Regions from separate parts of the Sus scrofa genome. Here region 1 is linked to region 2. A link is a contact called in public promoter capture Hi-C data. All regions are on one chromosome and are shown on one strand. The core of a region is the stretch at or near the end of the contact, and the rest is flanking DNA. Distances in the headings are between cores, read along the strand shown. Region 1 holds the start of PSCA (prostate stem cell antigen). Region 2 holds the start of LY6L (lymphocyte antigen 6L).

The links. Promoter capture Hi-C pulls out the DNA fragments that hold promoters and counts their contacts.
Region 1: a promoter capture Hi-C map of fetal skeletal muscle shows a contact between it and region 2, with 4 times the contacts expected there. The contact joins the promoter of PSCA here to the promoter of LY6L in region 2. A contact is called at or near these places in 1 of 5 promoter capture datasets (fetal skeletal muscle) and 1 of 47 Hi-C or Micro-C datasets (heart right ventricle).

The regions. Positions count from the first base shown.
Region 1 is chr4:1,481,792-1,487,107 of Sscrofa11.1, reverse strand. PSCA (prostate stem cell antigen) reads left to right here and starts at 2,863. Exons shown (of 3, transcript XM_021088785.1): 1 at 2,863-4,819. The coding sequence starts at 4,768. All of the region lies in intron 1 of JRK (jerky protein homolog), which reads right to left.
Region 2 is chr4:1,298,759-1,304,579 of Sscrofa11.1, reverse strand. LY6L (lymphocyte antigen 6L) reads left to right here and starts at 4,395. Exons shown (of 3, transcript XM_021088762.1): 1 at 4,395-5,071; 2 at 5,156-5,272. The coding sequence starts at 4,891.

The DNA.
Region 1 (5,316 bases), core at 1,614-4,113, 180 kb before region 2:
AGATGTGACGGCTGACACAGGGTGGAGTGTGGGCCTTGAAGATGGAGGAAGGGGCCCAGAGCCAAGGGATGCAGGACCTCTGGGAGCTGGAAGAAGCAAGGAGCCATGCAGAAAGGAACCGGCTCTGCTGACATCTTCATTAAAATACATCAGACGCGGAGTTCCCGTCGAGGCGCAGTGGTTAACATAATCCGACTAGGAACCGTGAGGTTGCGGGTGCGATCCCTGGCCTCGCTCAGTGGGTTAAGGATCCTGCGTTGCTGTGGCTGTCATGTAGGCTGGCACCTGTAGCTCCGATTCTCCTCCTAACCTGGGAACCTCCATATGCCGAGGGTGTGGCCCTAGAAAATACAAAAAAAAAAACAAAACAAAACAACAACAACAAAACCCATTATTTAAAAAAATAAAATAAAATAAAATACATCAGGCTCCATCAGACTCACGTCAGACTGCTGACCTCCAGAAATATGAGATAATAAATGCGCGGTGCTTTAAGCCAAGTTTACAGTCCTTTACAGCAGCAACGGGGAACTGAGATAGATTTCACTAGCTCCCTCCCCTTCGGTTCACTTTCTACCCTGGGCTCCCAGGACGCTCCCTGGTCCTCCTTCCTCAGCCTCCCCTGCCGATTCCCAGCCTGCCAGCTTCACACATGAGCTCTTGTCTCTGTCCACACCCACTCCTGGGATCACCTCCAGCCTCATGGCTCTGCAAACCAGCCAAGTCAGGCAGCTCGCAAATTCATGTCTCCTGCCGGGACCTCGACCGCAAACTCTAGACGCCCAAGCCCTACCCAGCGTTCCCACAAAGGCTTCTAACAGGCCCCTCGAGCCCAGCATTTCTAAATCTCAGCTCACACCCCTCCTGCCTAGCCTTTCTCCGTCTCCGTGCTCACCACTGTAGGGATGGGAACGCCACCGCGCCCTCTCTTTGTGACACTCTGCTGCCACCTCGTGGGTACAGGATCATAGGCATCCCCCAGAACCTGCCAGGGGCTCCCCTAGATGCTCCCACCATCATGCTCAGACCCACGGGCCTTGTCTCAAGGACTGAGTCCCCTCTGGCAGAGAGGAGGGACCAGGGAGGGAGGAGGGAAGGCAGAACATCCCCTGGGGCGTCATGAAGCCTGGCACTGCCCCCACCCCCAAGTGCTGCCCCAACGCACAGGCTCAGGCCCCCAGACAGCAACTGACCAATCACAGGAAAGTGTCTCCCAACGTGAAAGGGGTTCCCGGCTGTGGTTTTGCAACTGACATCCCATCTTCCTTTTAAAAAATTGCTCTGGGAGCTCCCGTGGTGGTTCAGTGGTAATGAACCTGACTTGTAACCATGAGGATGCAAGTTCGATCCCTGGCCTCCCTCAGTGGGTTAAGGATCCAGCGTTGCCATGAGCCGTGGTGTAGGTCACAGACGTGGCTCAGATCTGGCGTTGCTGTGGCCTCAGCATAGGCCGGCAGCTGTAGCTCCAATTCGACCCCAAGCCTGGGAACTTACACATGCCTGGACTGCAGCCCTCAAAAGACCAAAAAGCAAAAAATTCTTCTGCATAAAATAGTGGGTTATCCAAAAATGATGTCCATTCAAGCGTGGGTGGGGCCGTGCGGCAGCCCCAGCAAGCCACTGTGCCCTGTAACCCTGTGAGGCGGGGTCTGCTGCTGCCCACCCTGCCTCCCCAGAACCGCCCCCGCCCCCACTGGTCCTCCTGCCCCGGCTTCCCCTTCTGGGGAGATCAGGGAAACTCCCGAGCTATGTGAACAGGCAGGATCTCCAGGGAACGCAACTGGTGGGGGCCACGAAGGAACAGGAAAGTCTGGAGTCCCAGGGGTGGCTGCAGGGCAGAGGAAAGGAAGGGGCTAAGGGTGAGTCACAGCTCAGCCACACCCTCAGCCTGGCCGCCCAGCGGAGACTGCAGGGGCTGCTCTCTGTGTCAGGCCTTCCCGGAAAGCAGGGCCGCCAAAGGGCCCCGGCTCAGTGGGCTCAGGGGGGACTGTGCCAGTGTGTGCCCAAAGCATGAACGGCAGGGGACGGGGCTCAGAGAGGGACCCGGATGTGGGCTCAGTGTGGGACCGGGGACGGGGCTCGGACTTGATCCCAGTGAGAGCTCCGCTTGGGGCCGAGTCAGATGTCACTGTGATCAGCACGGCACTTGAGAGCTGTCTCTCGGGCGTCCGTATTTGAGCTGTGACCACTGGACCGTCTGTCTCCACCTGGGCCGCCACAGCAAAATAGTCAGTCGGGTCGCGTAGACAAGTCATTTTTTCTCACAGCTCTGGGTGCTGGCGGTCTGAGGTCAGGGACCCCCGAGGACGGCTTCCCGCTGTGCACACGGCTCCCTCACTGCACCCCCACGTGTGGAGGGAGAGCTGGTGCCCGTCTTACAGGGTCACCAAGTCCCATCATGGGTCCCCAACTTCACGACCTCATCAAACCCCGATTACTTCCCAGAGGCCAGGTCTCTGAGACCCGCTGGGGGGCAGGGCCTCGCCGTGTGGACAGAGGAGGAGGCGATTCGGAGCACAGCCCCCGGCTCCAGGTTCCCGTCTCCTTCTCACACGCAGGGCGCTCTCTTTTCATCCCAGCAACCCCTAACGCCTTAACTCACCAACACCAACGTCAAAAGCCCAGGTCTGGAGTTCCTGTTGTGGCGCAGTGGTTAACGAATCCGACTAGGAACCAGGAGGTTGCGGGTTCGATCCCTGGCCTTGCTCAGTGGGTTAACGATCCCGTGTTGCCTTGAGCTGTGGTGTAGGTCGCAGACGCAGCTCGGATCCCGTGTGGCTGTGGCTGTGGTGAAGGCTGGCAGCTACAGCTCCGATTTGACCCCTAGCCTGGGAACCTCCATATGCCACGGGAGCGGCCCAAGAAATGGCAAAAAGACCAAAAAAAAAAAAAAAAGCCCAGGTCTCATCTCTACCAGACGTGGTTGAGAGTCGAGATAGGAGTTGTTCTGGCAAATTCCTCTGTGACTGTGAATCCATGAAATCAGACAAGCTACGTGCCCCCAGATACAAGTGGGACCCGCCCGGGACAAACATTCCCATCACAAGGGGACAAATCAGAAGGAAGGGTGGTGGGTCCCACCCCGGCAAAGCAGAGGTCAGGGGCTATTTAGTCTGGAGACGGGTCCTGCCGACTTGGTCCCCTCCCCCCACCACGGCCTGGAGCAGCCTCTTCCCCTGGCTCTGGTCGGTTCGGCCAGACTCAGCCCACAGCCCTGCCAAGGCTCCCTGTGCCCTGCACAGTGCTGAGCAGCAGTCTTGGGCTGCACCCCTGGGAGCCAGGAGCACCCCCGGTTAGAACAACGGAAAATGTCTTTGGGCACAGCCACGTATCCCCTGGCACAGAAACACCCCTGTTTGAGACCTACAGACTCCAGGAATCACTTCATATCAAATCAGATCGACAAACATTTAAGCACCTGTCAATATTTAAAGAATGAATGTTCCAGCCTGGTGCTAGGTGCTAAGAGCCCTGAACACAAACAGATAAGAAGGGCCCCAGTCCAGGGCACCCCAGCCCTGGTGATGAGGGGCAGACAGACAGCCCCACATGGAAACAGTGAAATCATAAATGTTTTACTTTCCACGTGAGGCTCTGGAGCCGAGGGGCTGGGGGCTGGGCCTCTTCTGAGAGAAAGTTCCAGGTGGGCAGCAGGCAAGGAAGGGGTGCGGGTGAGGAGCCACCCCCACCCCTGTGTGACCTCAAGCGTGTTCCCCTCGACTCTGGGCCCTGGGATCCGAGGAACGGAGCCTGGCCTGGTGGGAGGAGTAGGGGCCTGGTGGGGGGACCCCGGATCTCCAGCCACCCCAGCCCACCCTGCCCTGTCATCCTGCTCCCGGGCCCGCCCAGCTGGAGCCCCTGGCCCCTGCCTCACTCCTTGGCAACATCCTCCCAGTGTCTGACACACCCTGGACCAGCTTCCAGGGGTAAATCCAGGCGCTGAGGCCGTCCGCAGGGCCTGATCGGCGTCCTCCCGCGGGAGAGGGACTGTCAGCTCCAGAGCCGCGCTGGGGCCAGCAGGCAGCAGGTGTGGCCTGTGCCCGCCAGCTCCCGGCCAGACCCTCCAGAAGCCCAGGGAGGCTGCTGACAGAGGGAGGGTCAGGTTGAGAGAGAAAACAGGGACGACCCCCTGCCCAGGAACCGAGGGACGAGGGGCAGAGGCGGTTACCAGAGGCTGGCGGGAGCCTGCGTGATGGGAGGGGCTCGTCAGGAAAGGGAGCCCCTGCCACCTCGGCCCAGCCGTCAGGGTGAGGCAGAGAGGTGGCTGACCTCTGAACCTCCCCAGCTCAGGTCCTGGCCGGCGGAAGCCTTTATAGGGTCCTTATGGACACAGCCGGGTGGAGAGTGGGTCTGGGGTCCGGGTGGACAGTGTCCAGCCCAGGGCCGAGCTCTGCTAATTGTCTGCCACACTGATCAAGGCCTGTCACCTCCGTGGGACCTTAAGCCTTTTGGTCTTCGAGCCGAGGTGCGCGAAGGAGTGATGGAGTCTGGGGCGCTTGGAGATGGGGGCCTGGGCCTCACCCCGGCCCGGCTGAGACCTGGCCACGGTTGGGAAGTGTGGCCCCTGCCCACGGGCAGGCTCTGTCTTCCAGAAGCAGAAAGAGGACAAAGGGAGAGGAGGGTGTGGCCTGGCGGCTGCTGGACATTTGGAATCTGCCCCACCCCGGCCCTTGTCGCTTAGTGTCGACCGTGGGCAGCCACCTCCCCCGCCCCAGCAGAGCAGTATAAAACCACCCGAGGTCAGCTGCCCGCTGCCTGCCTGTGACCATGAAGCCTGTCCTCCTCGCCCTGTTAGCTGCTGGCTTGGCCCTGCCGCCAGGTGAGACCTCCGCCAGCCACGGGATAGGGCCAGGGGAGCGGGCTGGGCTGTGGACCCCTGGGGGGGGGGTGCAGAGAGGCAGAGAGAGAGGAGGAGGGGGCAGCGGCGGGAAGGAGGAGCCCCGCTGCTCTCGGCGCAGCCAGGGCCCTGGGTCTGTTTCTAACTGTCCCTCCAGTGGGGCCAGGCTGGCTGCTGGAGAGGCAGGCGGACAAGGGTGTGCAGAGAGCCTGCGGGGACACAGGGCACAGGGAAGAAGGGCCGTGGAGGGAAGAATGACTGGGTCCTGCTCCCCAGGCCCAGCACCAGCCTCCAAGGTGGGCGGCGAGGGCAGCGCGGGTCCCCGGGGGAGGGTGCAGCCTGCACTGTTCCCATCTGTACTCGGGCCTGGCTTGGTCTCCCCCAGCCCACCATCCCTGGGTGGCCAGTAAAGCTCTCAGGGCCTCGAGGTCCTCTTCTGGCCCGGAGGCCACTGGGGCTGGCCAGTGTGGGCGGGGCCA
Region 2 (5,821 bases), core at 3,146-5,645:
CACTGCGCCATGATGGGAACTCCAGGCACGCTCTTCTTATACTGGGTATTTTTCCCGTAATGTAAAATGATGACTTTAAGAGATTATATTTTTCTTGACTATTTTTAATTAAGAAAGGGTATCTGGAGTTCCCTGGTGGCCCAGTGAGTTAAGAGGCTGGCATTGTCATTGCTGCCACTCAGGTCACTGATGTGGCACGGATTCGATCCCTGCCCCAGGAATTTCTGCATGCCATGGGCACAGCCAAAAAATAATAATAATAAAAAGGATAATTAATCTATTCGAAAGTACTTTCAAAATCTATAGATTTACTCTTATGATATTTATTTTTATATCTATTAATATGATGAATTATACTAACAAATTCCCTGATATTTAACTATCACTGAAACCTAGGAATATATCCTACTTTGTCATAGGGTATTATTTTTGTCATGTGGTTGGATTCTGTTTGTTAATATTTCTTTAAGATTTTTTTTTCACCAATATATTTAAGAGCTATTGTTCTGTAATTTTTCTTTCTTAAAAATTTTATTAGGTTGGTTATCAGTATAATAGCAGCTTTGTTTAAAAAAATTTGGAAGCCTTCTCTTATTTTTTATGTTCTCAAATAATCTATATGTCTTTGGGGAACGTCTGGTCTTTGAAGAGCTTTTACGTGAAATCATCTGATCCTGGCCCTTTGTTCTGGGGTATATCTTAATTATGTTTCCTTATTTTCTACTGAAATTCATCTCTCCAAGCTTTCTCTCACTAAAATATTGGTGAAGGGTATTTGCCTACATAGGCATTCACTTCATCTGAGGTCTTCCATTTGTATAAGGGCACATGAAAGAGTCTGTTATCATTTAAACTTCTTTTTTTTTTTTTTTTTTTTTAGGGCCACTCCAGGGGCATATGGAGGTTCCCAGGCTAGGGGTGGAATCGGAGCTGTAGCTGCCGACCTACCCCACAGCCACAGCCACTTGAGATCTGAGCCAAGTCTGCAACCTACACCACAGTTCCCAGCAACACCAGATCCTTCACCGACTGAGCAAGGCCAGGGATTAAACCCACATCCTCACAGAGACAACAGTGGGTCCTTAACCTGCTGAGAGGCAACGGGAACTCCTAGTTCTTTCCATTTTTCAGAGAACCAGGCGTTCGCCTTATTAATCACATCTGGGATTTGTTCTCTGCACCCTTACTTCTGCTTCTTTCTTTATGATTTTTCTCCCTGTGTTTTGCTTCTGTTTGCTTTCTTGTTTTTTCTCCCCACAGTTGTTTTGAATCGGGAATTTGATTTGTGCATTGTCATTTCTTTTCCTTTTTTACTGAAATCAAAGTTTAGGGCTTCAAAAACTTTCTACAGGAGTTCCTGTCGTGGCGCAGTGGTTAACGAATCCGACTAGGAACCATGAGGTTGCGGGTTCGGTCCCTGCCCTTGCTCAGTGGGTTAACGATCCGGCGTTGCCGTGAGCTGTGGTGTAGGTTGCAGATGCGGCTCGGATCCTGCGTTGCTGTGGCTCTGGCGTAGGCCGGTGGCTACAGCTCCGATTCGACCCCTGGCCTGGGAACCTCCATATGCCGTGGGAGCGGCCCAAGAAATAGCAACAACAACAACAAAAGACAAAAAGACAAAAAAAAAAACCAAAAAAAAAATTTCTACAGCATTGAGTCTTGATTATATCCGTGACTCTATAAAATACCTGGCTCAGCCTTTATTTTCTTGAGTTTAAAAAAAAATCATTTCTGCTTCACAGCGTTTTGCTTTCTATGTCGTCACTGAGAAGGCTGCTATCAACCCTTTTTTTTGTATATGCTGTGGACGTAGGCGCCAAGGGTTGTTCTGTCTCTAAAATTTTTGCTAGCATTGTCTCAGCGGTCACCATTCCGGGTCATTGTCCAGGAAGAGGCGACCCCCTTTCCTGCCCACCTAGGCCAGACTGTCCTCTCGTTTGCCTGTCTCCCTGCGGCTTCCGACTCGCAATCTCAAGGGCTTGCTGCCTGGAACTTGGCAGGTGAGGCTTTACTTCGGGGCCGGTCTTGCCGTTTTCCTCCATGTCCTTCCTCACGCTCAATACTTCTCATTTCGTGTCTTCTTTTTATTGCCTGTTTTTGTTTTGAGGCGCTGAACGTCTGATGCAAGGTGTTCGTTCATATTTTCAAACGTTTTAATTCAGATAAGGCAGATTCATTCTGCTTCCTAGTTGGTTTTCCGGGACCTTCTTCAAGAGACGGCTTTCCTCTCCCTTCAACCCTTCTCCCTGCAGTGTCTCCCCCCAGGTGGGCGCAGGGGCACCTGCCCGCGCGCGGCCGCCGGGACTCCTGGCGCGATGCCGCCCTCTTCCGGCTGCTCGGGGAAGTGCAGCTTTCCCTGGAGCCCGTGGTCTAGGGTCGCAGTCACAGCAGCTGGCCTGGCCATGCTCCTGACCTGACCGGAAAAATAAAATAAAAAATAAAATAAGCAAATAAAGGGGAGAAAATATGCTCATTGCAATAGAGGCTGAAAAGCCACTGACAAAATCTGACTCAATCCACATAAACCCTCCTTGCAAATCAGTATCAGAAGTGACCTTCCCCACACCCACAAGGCAATGTGTGAAAACCCTATGGCTAAGAGGGCATTTCAAGGTGAAAGACTAGCGCTTCCCCAAGGCAAGGCTGCCTATTTCTGCTCCTTTTACCGGGCAAATAGGCAAGAAAAGAAATAAAAGGCATGCAGATCAGAAAGCAAGAAGTAAAGCTGTCTTTATTTGCAAAAGCATGTTTGTCTACGTAGAAAATCCTGAGGACTCTTCATAAACGTTACCAGCATACACAGGAGACAATAAAAGAAAATTTCTAGGGAGTTCCCATTGTGTCTCATCAGTAAAGAACCCGACTAATGCAGAAAGCACTATTGGAAAGAAAGTGTGAATTTATCATTCTAGCTATGGCTTTGATTTTTATCTTTTTTAGGGTCGCGCCCGCAGCATATGGAAGTTCAGAGGCTAGGAGTCAAATCAGAGCTACAGCTGCTGGACTGCACCACAGCCACAGCAACACAGGATCTGAGGCACACCTGTGACCTACCCCACAGCTGTGGCTATCCTAGGTCTTTAACCCCCAGAGTGAGGCCAGGGATGGAACCCACATCCTCATGGATACTAGTTGGGTTCGTTTCCACTGAGCCACAACAGGAACTCCCTATCTATTTTTTAAAAATTATTTTTGGCTGTGCTTTCAGCAGGCATGTGGAAGTTCCTGGAACAGGGGTTGAACCTGTGCCACAGCAGCGACCTGAGCTGCTGCAGTGACAATGCCAGCTCTTTAACCCGCTATGCCACAAGGGAACTCCTGAATCCATGAATTTAAAAGGGTTCTTGTCTATAAGATCTGTATAAGCCAAATGTATTTATATTAGCAATTAGAAATTCAGAATCTTCAATTTGAAAAAGCCCGCTGAGTTCTGGGCTGCCCGAGGACAAACGCAGCCGCCTATGTCCAATTCTGCTGTTTCTGGCAAGGCAAGGAGTTCAGGTCCACAGAGCCAGGGACCAGGGCCCCACCCTCCCCGTGCCCTGAGCACGCTCAGGAGATGGAGCGACCACAGACGCCACTTACCTTCACGATGAAAAACAAAGGCAAACTTCTGGCAGATCTGACCTTGTACCTGGGGCACCTGCTGGGCAGAGTGGGTATCGCTGGAGAGGCTGGAAGGGAACGGGAGGAAGGAACCAAGGATCTGAGCGAGACAGGCTCAGGCCAAAGCCACCCTCAGAAAGAAACGGTCCGTCTCCTGTATGGGGGTGCTGGGAGCTGGACTGAGAGCTGCGGGTCAGCAGCCTCGCCACGCAGGGGCCGTCGGAACCGCCTGCCTTCTTGGGGAGCAGAGCACCCCGCAGCACCACAGCAGCAACCCGAGCCACAGCAGGGCCAACGCCAGCTCTTTAACCCCCTGAGCCACCAGGGAACCCCTTTTGGGCTTTTCATATGGCACATTTCATTGATTTTCAAGAGGTAAATCAACTCTCCACTCCCTGGCTAAACCCAGACGGCTCGTGGTACCTCCTTTCTCATGTACTGCTGCGCTCGGGTCTGCCCTTGGCTCAAGGTGAGCAGATCCCCAGGAGACAAGGGCTGCTTCCTGCCTCATAAGGCGGTGGTTGCCTTGTCTCTGAGGGGCCACGTTAGCATCTGCAAGCCGCACGGCTTCTCTTCTGAGGGATATGGTGCCATGTACCTTTCTCGATACCACTCCTCTGGCACTGGGTGGAATTGTCCCCCCAAAAGATAGACTCAGTGTCCCCCTTCCCTCCTCCCTTCTCCCCCTTCTCCCCCCTTCCCCCCTTCCCCCCTCCCTTCTCCCCCTTCCCCCCTTCCCCCCCTTCTCCCCCCTCTCCCTTTCCCGCTCTTCCCCATCTGGCCCCGGACCCTTATTTCCCGGGTTCCAGCTCCGCGCCTGGCTCGCGACGCTTCGCTTCTGGAAGGCCCTGCACCTCGGCCAAGCGCCCCCGGCTCTCGGCTCCATGATCCCTCCGCCTCCAAACCGCAGCACCGCCCACCACACCTGCGGGACGTGGCAGCGCTCCTGAGCCTCTGGGGCGGGAGCAGTGTGGTCCCTTGTGCCCGCGGTGTGAACCGGCCCCGTTCCACACGAGTTTGTTACCGGAAGAGAAGGACGCTCCGGAGCTGGTCCGGGCCGAGGCCGGCCCAGGGCATGAACCCACCGGGGAGCCGCCTCCCCCAGGCCTCCTGGACCCCGGGAGCCCCTCCCCTGAGCGGGAGATGCTGAGCGAGGGGCTGGGAGCCCCGCTCCCCCTCCTGCCCTTGGTGGGCCGACTCTCTCCGCAGCCGGGAGGGAAGGTGCAGGGGGAAGGATCAGGCTGAGAGGGAGGTTCCTGAGAACCAGGGTAGGCGAGGCCTCCAATGAGGAGGGTCCATCGGGGACGGAGGCGGGGGAGCTGGGGGCGCCCGGGCGGGGGAGCCTCCTCCTCTGCTCCACCCGCCTCCCCGCAGGCTGAGCCGCCCGGCGTCATGGGACGGCTGCTTCTGGTGCTGTGGGCGCTGCTGGGGTCGCGGGCGTGCGCCGGCGGCGCCGCAGAGCCAGGTAAGGGCCGCCGGGGGCTGCGGGGGCGGCAGGGGCTCCAGGCTGGCGGGGGCGCGGCTCCACCGCGGCGGGTGCTCCCCGCAGGCAAGAACCTGAGCTGCTACCAGTGCTTCAAAGTGAAGAGCCTGGGGTCCTGCAGGCCCGCCGCCTGCGCCTCCGCCGACGAGGTCTGCGTCTCCAACACGGTGATCTTCGTCCGGAGTGAGTCCCCGGCGAGCGCGGAAGGGGCTTCTCGGTGACTCGAGCCGAATCTTTGGGGGGCTGCGGGCAGGGGCGCCCTGAGGCCTGGGGCGCGGCCTCTCCTTCCTCTGCACTCAACCCCGGCCGCTACCTGAGACTCTGAGGTGGGACCATCTTTTTCTCCTTTCCAAATATGAGTTCCTTGGAGTCGCCTTGTGGATCAGCGGTAACTAACCCGATTCGTATCCATGAGGATGAGGGTTCGATCCCTGTACCCGCTCAGTGGGTTAAGGAGTTGCCGCGAGCTGTGGTGTAAGTCGCAGACGCAGCTTGGATCTGGCGTGGCTGTGGCTGTGGTGTAGGCCTGCAGCTGTGGCTCTGACTGGCCCCCCAGCCTGGGAACCTCCATATGCCGGGGGTGCGGCCCTAAAAAGACAAAAAAAAAAAAAAAATCGATCCTTCAACATAACTGCATTAGGAAGTCAGCAGCTGGAGGGCGAGAGGGCAGCCGGGGGAGAGGAGGGTCCCCCCAGGCAGGGGCGCTCCAGGACACTTGCCCACAGGCCACAC